2 separate regions of the Zea mays genome follow, and region 2 is linked to region 1. A link is a contact called in public Hi-C data. All regions are on one chromosome and are shown on one strand. Each heading gives the region's core, a stretch centred on a gene start, on an enhancer-like site or on the middle of the called end of the contact. The rest is flanking DNA. Distances are from core to core; before and after follow the strand shown.

Region 1 (3,670 bases), core at 300-2,799:
TACAACTACGAGACCATGCAGATTATGGCATATATAGAAGTCTGCATGGTACTGATGGTTGCAATGTAGTGATGAAACAACTAGATTAAAATAAGAAAATTTATGTACGGCCAGGATCACAAGTGGATTATAAAACTTTTATAACAGTATAATACACATTTTGTATATAAGTTATCATGGTATTATATGATCCCGTAGCAACGCACGGGTACTCACCTAGTTAAAATTAGATAAGAAGATGCATAAAAGGCGGAAGTGGAAAATTATGGATATTGTTATGTTTACAAACAATGTAATTTTTATACTTAAAAGTTTGTATTTTTATTTGTTTTTATGAATTATGTATTTTTTGCTCAATTACATACCCGGACGATTTTTTATTTTTTAAAACATTGTGTTTTATTTCATACAAGTCTATAAAAAATCACGAACATCTAAAATATCAATTTAGTTTTATTAAAATCTTATTGGAAATGTTGTCATTGTATTTATTTGAAAATTTGATGTTAATATTTTTTTATAAAAACTTAATCAAAGTTCCATAACCTGTGCATAGGATAAAGCTAAATTAAACTATGATTTGAATTGAAAGGAGTAATTCACAATTCGTGCACCTAAAGAGATGCTTTTGCCTAGGGATGTGCAAATAGTAGTGGTTTGGACACAGTGGCGGAGGACACACCAAATTTGAGGTACGTCGAATTTTATACGTAAGTACATACATAAGATCTATGTTTCCCTGTAGATTTTATATAGTCCTCCATTTCGCCGCAGTTTATAAATTAATTAATCTAAATACTAAATTAGCTAACTGATTAGACAAATAAAACTAGGGAAAAACAAGGTAATATTGAAGTAAATATCGTCATTGCACTATACACCAATAAACTAAATTTTAAAGAAGTAAAATTAAAGAACTAGGGAACAAGCAACTAGAGCTGCGGATGGCCCTCACCTGAGCGAGGGATTTTCTAGATCGTTCTAGGGCTTGGTTGTATGGGTTACAAGCACACATGATAGGCGATAGACAACATAAACATATTGTATTTTACCGCTGTGCGTGGCAGCATGGCAGTCTCGAGAACTAGGAGTGGAAAATCGACAGTATGATTGATTCATGTTCGATGTTCCATATCGCAGGATGATAGGGCCATCGATCGTCGATAAATTATAGGTCAGTATAGAGCATGTTGGTTATGTTATAAAAAACACATGGGCTATAGAGATAGTAACATGTACATTGACTGACCCAAACAAAAGCTTGATGAACGGTTTGGTTTAACTAGCCAGTGGTCAAGTTTTCTTATTTTTTTAGTTTAGACGCACACGGCGACACAGATTCTCTAATAAAAAACAACACTCGGTAACTCCATGTCTCCATGTGAGCCGAAATCAAGGTACGGCGAGTGCTATACCCTATACCTTCCCACACTGAGTTCTCGTTACTGTTTGGGTATGATGACAACTTTGTAGAAGAATATAATTTTTTTTCTCTAAAATACCCATGCACAGAAAAGACGAGTAAATTTTACTTGCAGAACCACACCTGGACACCGGCTTTCCCAAGGAATACGACCGCTTCCCGTTTGCAAAATTCCCCCGTCGGTACTCAACAACCATTGAGCAATGTCTAGAGTAATTTAAGTACGATTTAGAAGAACGAACTGACCAATCCAACAAGTGACTTGGCTTGGCCAAGGATCACTCCAATTGTATATTTAATGCATATAATTCTTTAGAGCGAAAGGAATTGATCAACTGAAGGCTGAACCCGCCCTTTCTCCGCAATCGACTTGCGTTTCTGCACACTTTCGTGTGCCGCGTGCGCCTCCAGCTCCATGTGACGTCGGATACCGCGTTCCGTTCCACTTCCCACCTGTATTTTACAACCCCCTAGTTCTTGCCTCTCCTTTTGTTGTCTGCTACTAGTAGAGTACTGGTACTGGTCGCGATTTTTCCGCTAAAGAAAAGCACCGGATCCATTTTCCTCTCGGGGGAGCGGATTGGGTAGTTGCCTGCTTATTGACTAGTTCTTGGCGTGGCGGCTAACTATTGTGAATTTTGTTTTAGTCTGTCCTGTTGGCTTCTTCCTTCCGCTTCTCCTTTCTGGCCGCCGAAGGCAAACCACGCGGCTTGTTCTTATTGAATCCATCAAGGACGCAGGAAAGATAGGATCTTCGGCTCCGATTCTCGGAGCAACAGCGCGACCGCAGCGGGTTTTGGTGCTTCCTTTCTTTAGGGTTGTGTCCTTGCAGAAGTTGCTCTGTGGAATGGGGACCTGTGGGAGGAGAGTTCTGGGGGTATGGTTTTTCTTCTGGTTCTTGTTGACACTTGAGCAGTGCACATCCCTGAATCGTGAAGGTATCTATCGTGTTGTGCTTTGAATCGCTTGCGTGGATGGTTGTTGCCCGACCTTTGTTTTTTACTCTGTTTAGGGTTGTTTCTTTGCTGAACTGCAGGTGCTGCTCTGCTGAGATTTAAGGCGGCGATCGAGGCAGACCCATATGGTGCTTTGTTGGACTGGAATCAAGAGAGTTTGAGCCCCTGTACTTGGTTTGGTGTGGAATGCTCCGATGATGGACTAGTCATGTCTCTGTAAGTTGTTCTGTTTTTTCACAGCAAAAATTAAGTACACAAGAAAACTCATTTGTTCATATATTAGTGAACTATATAAATCGATCTGTGATGTTGGGGCTGTGACCATAACTTAGTGCTTGTTTGGCTGCACTTGTATCCACCTCAATTCATATGTGTTAAGGGCTTGTTCGGTTAGGGAGGGGTGGATTGAGGAGGATTGGAGGGGATTAAATCCCTTCCTATTCGGTTTTCAATTGGGGCTTGTTCGGTTTGGGAGAGATTGAAGAGGATTGGAGAGGATTAAAAACCTTTCTAGTCAAAATTGAATAGAAGGGGATTTAAATCCCCCAATCCCCTCCGATCCCCGTGCAACCGAACAAGGCCTCAATCCCCTCCAATTCCCATGCAACTAAGCGGGGTGGTAATGGATCACGATCCAAATATTTCTTCACAATTTGTTTGAGCCCTTAAATAATTTTGGTTCAAAAATGAATAGAAATATAGCCCGATCCTAATCCGATCCGTCCCTTAAATTTTGTAGTGTAAAATCTAGAGCCCATTACCACCTCTACATGCAACCGAACAAGGACTAAGGTAGATTAGAATCTAGATCCACATGTGTTCGGGTGGATTATGGTGGAAATCAAACTTATACTCCAATCCGCTTCAACACACGCGGATTTAGCTGAATATGTGTGCATCCAAACAATCTTTAGTTGGTGGGAGGTATCAGTGTACACCGCATCCCTCAAATTAGACCTAGTTCCTATAATATGTAAAAGAGTAACCTCGAATTCACTAGTTTAAATGGCAAGTTACGTTTATGTAGAGGGAATAACTAAAACTGTCATTTTGTGGGTATCTAGTGCCGATCTGTTTTTGGATGGGCAATTTAATGACCATCCTGATAAGAAGGATCTTTCATAATTTCATCGGTCAAGTTTTGTTGATCCTTCACTTGCTTTCAGGGAGTATAATATTGGATCCGCATCATATCAAGCTTAACTGTTATTTCAAGAACTAGGAGTGCAACATGATTGGTTCTGCTGTAACATTATGTGTGCACGTGCTGTTAAGGATTGTACATAATCCT
Region 2 (3,537 bases), core at 778-3,277, 140 kb before region 1:
AAAAAACGCAGCAACTTAGGCCATCGCTGCGAGAATTGCCATCCTCCATAATTGGGGCTTGCACTTCATTCTCATTGGACCCATTCTCAATATCAACTATATCATCCACATCCATAGTACTACCAATCACAAGTTAGTACAAAAAATCAGACATATAACACACATTATTTCTCACAAACGAGAACACATTATCTAAACAATCTGAGGGGTGTGCTACAGTGTCGTAGTTACTGTAGCGCGCCCCCCCCCCTCTCGGACCCTGCCAATTCTGCTGCTATTGGTCTCAAAATTTTGACTCTTGAGACAGTGGCGGAGCCGCTGTCCACCCCCCTGGGCCACCGGCTGGCTCATTGGCGAAGTTCAAAAGAAATATTTCTTTATATCAAAGAAAAATACTATAATTTGCTACCTAAATATTTTTGCATAATGAGGTCGCCCAGACTCCTGAAAGCTTTTGGCTACGCTACTATCTCCACTTGAACTTTTTTGTCGTTGAATACACAAGCACGAGAGCTACGGATCATTGCATTAATGAGAATTATTTAGAGTACAACCCACACAAGCACACAACCAAACATATATTGAACTGATTCTATTGAGAATGCTACAGTGATAGGTTGATAGTATAACCTGATGGATTTTAAACCCACTATGTCTAATGTAGCAAATAGTTAAGGGCTACACAGATTTCCAGACTTTATACAGTACAGTAAAATGAGCTTTCTTGTATAAGCTACGTCGAGACCACTCAAAGATTCTAGTTTTCTCGAACTGAAATGTATTGACTATATGAACTAAACTAAAAGCACTAAATCATTTGTTACCATATAAACATTATATTTTATGAAATATCAACGAATTTGAAGATTTGAACAAACAAGAAAGGCAATAATTATCCTGAGTGTGAAGCAAGCGCATTCATAGTAGTGGACCAACTCGAACTTTTGGAAAACTTTAATGTAAACCCTATTATTGTGCCTATTCCTGTAATATGTACCCTATATGAGCAAATTACATGTCCTCTCTACACCACAGGAAAAAGAAATTTACTGAGAACCTTCTTTCAGCAGATCTTCATGGGGCCCTTCTAATAGGTTTATATGTTGGCTTACTTTATTCAGCAGATCTTCATGGGGCCCTTGGTATGCTAAGTGCGAATGTAATAAGCTCCATAGTGTGAATTGTGAAGTACCTTGCTCAAGTGTTAGTTGTTGAAGTGTTGAGGGAGGCCGGCGCTGTGCTGTCCTGTTTTGATGGAGACTGGTGCGGCGGAGCGACGCTGCCTGACGGCGAGTCGACGACGGGTGACCGGGCGAGAGGCGGGAGGCAGAGGCGCCGGTAGCTGCTCGGCGCTCGCTCAACAAGGGCCAGCCACCGGACACGGGAGGGATACCAGAGACGCACACAACATCCGGCCGCCGGACACGGGAGGGAGAACGCACAGCTAGGGGTGGCAATCGGGCGGGTAGAACGCGGATATATGGTTCGCGTATTCATACCCACGAGATAAAACCAAATCCATACACATACTCATTTACGCTCGTGGGTACGGATCTGTATCCGTACCCGTACCCGCCGGGTATCCGTTATCCAACGGGTATCCATTACCCGCCCGCCCGTCCACTAAAATTTCAGCAACATTCCAATACCATTGTACCAGAAATAATTTCAACATTCAAACAATAATTTCAACATTCAAACAAATGATGCAAGGGCAAAAGCACTAACGGACTAACCTGCGCGGCTGCACGGCCGGACGCGGACCGCGGATGCGCGGAGGCTGTGCGCCTGTGCTGTCTGCTCGCCGTCACTGTTGTGCGCCTGTGCTGTCTGCTCGCCGACTCGCCGTGGACCGTGGTCGGTGCTTCCGGGATCTGCTGGAGCCTGGAGGGCGCTGGAGCCTGGAGCAGCCGAGCGATGGAGCCGTCGCGTAGAGCGGTGGACCGGTGGACGGCCGAGCGGTGGACGGCCGGGCCGTAGTCGTAGAGCCTGGCGGTGGCGGCTACCGGGGCTAGGGTTAGGACTTGTTGTCGTAGTCCTAGAGCGGTGGACGGCCGTACCGTAGTCGTAGTTCTTGGCTGTTGGCTGTTGCTCGCAGCTCGCTCACGGAGTCACGGCCCACGGCCCACGGGGCTGGCGCATGGCCTGGGAATGGGATTGGAGATTTGGAGAATAGGATCTGGGTCCACATGTCATATGCCCAACGGATGATGGATATAGATAGCCTATATTTATACCCGCGAAATTATTACCCACGGATACTATATAGTATTCCGTACCCGCGGATACGAAAACCCACCATATCCATACCCGACACGGTTATTTGTCCATAACCGTAACCACGGCCATCCCTACGCACAGCCTTCCGCCGGACGCCTGGTCGCAACCTGCCTCTCTCAGTGCCTAGAAGCTTTTGGGCTTTGGTCCTGTGGCTTTTGCTGGCGACCCGGGAGATAATGGCGCAATGGAGTAATGGGCCTGGGCCAACTGGCTAGCAGGGGCCAGGGAGCACTAGCACTCTAGCAGGCACCAGGCAGGGCAGGACCGCCTACCGCAGGCCGCAGCAGGCTCGTGGCCATACCCGCAGACCGAACCGCACAGCACAGAATACACTTCGGATCGGGTACCCACTAGATACCCATATCTTACACTCAGGGGCGAAGCTACATGTTAGCTCGTGGATGCACATGCACCCCCCCTAAAATCCAGAATTTAGTTATAATAGTTAAATTTTCACCATATATGCATCACACATATCTCATCCTTATGCACCCGCAAGGGAGTTGCACCCCCAATATATTTGCTCTAGTTTCGCCACTGCTTACACTGTATTTACGGGCGGATAATAGTGTTTTCGGATCTCGTATCTAAGAGTTCAGTATCTGGGATACCCATATATATCCCAAAACAAAATATTTGTATTCGTATTAAATAATTCATCCTATTTTCATACTCGTATCTGATACCCGTTCCGGTACCTGTCTCGTTTTCATCCTTGTATTTGGGGTCTGCGACGAGGTGAGCTGCCGTCGAGAGTGGTAGGGATGAAAACGGTTTCGAAATTTTTCGGAATTCCGGAAACCGGTTTCAAATTTTTTCGATCGGATTCACCGGTAACGGTATTTTTCGAAAACGGAATCGGTTTCGGAATTTTCTATCGGAATCGGCGTGGTGTTTTACCGACCATTTCCTTCGGTTACCGGTTTTTGTCAGAAATTACCGGATTTATGTCTCGGAATTTTCCGGAATTGTGTCTCGTAATTTTTCAGAATTTTCCAGCAACAACCCACATGAGGTGAGGAAGTGGGCGTTGGCACGGCGAACACAAGCCACTATCGCATTTCTCGTTTTTATCTAAGAACGACTCCAATAAAGTTCCTCAAAATAATACCTAAAAATTAAAACAATACATCATTTAGATTATATTATTATAAATGAAAAAGGTTTAAAATGATGTAGAAATCCTTAATCTAGGACGTAGTATATTTGGATTACACTATGGTGTGCCCTATATTTTTTTATTAAAAATGGTAAAGT

Evidence for each region. A called contact is a pair of places that touch in the nucleus more often than the background predicts.
Region 2: a contact with region 1 is called in a Hi-C map of endosperm, with 2.0 times the contacts expected there. The contact joins the promoter of LOC100274475 here to the promoter of LOC103630463 in region 1. A contact is called at or near these places in 2 of 25 Hi-C or Micro-C datasets (endosperm and leaf).

What each region holds. Positions count from the first base shown.
Region 1 is chr6:164,168,528-164,172,197 of Zm-B73-REFERENCE-NAM-5.0, reverse strand. It overlaps LOC103630463 (protein MALE DISCOVERER 2), which reads left to right and starts at 1,549. Exons shown (of 8, transcript XM_008651514.4): 1 at 1,549-2,361; 2 at 2,460-2,595. The coding sequence starts at 2,271.
Region 2 is chr6:164,312,171-164,315,707 of Zm-B73-REFERENCE-NAM-5.0, reverse strand. It overlaps LOC100274475, which reads right to left and starts at 2,027. Exons shown (of 9, transcript NM_001148834.1): 1 at 1,737-2,027.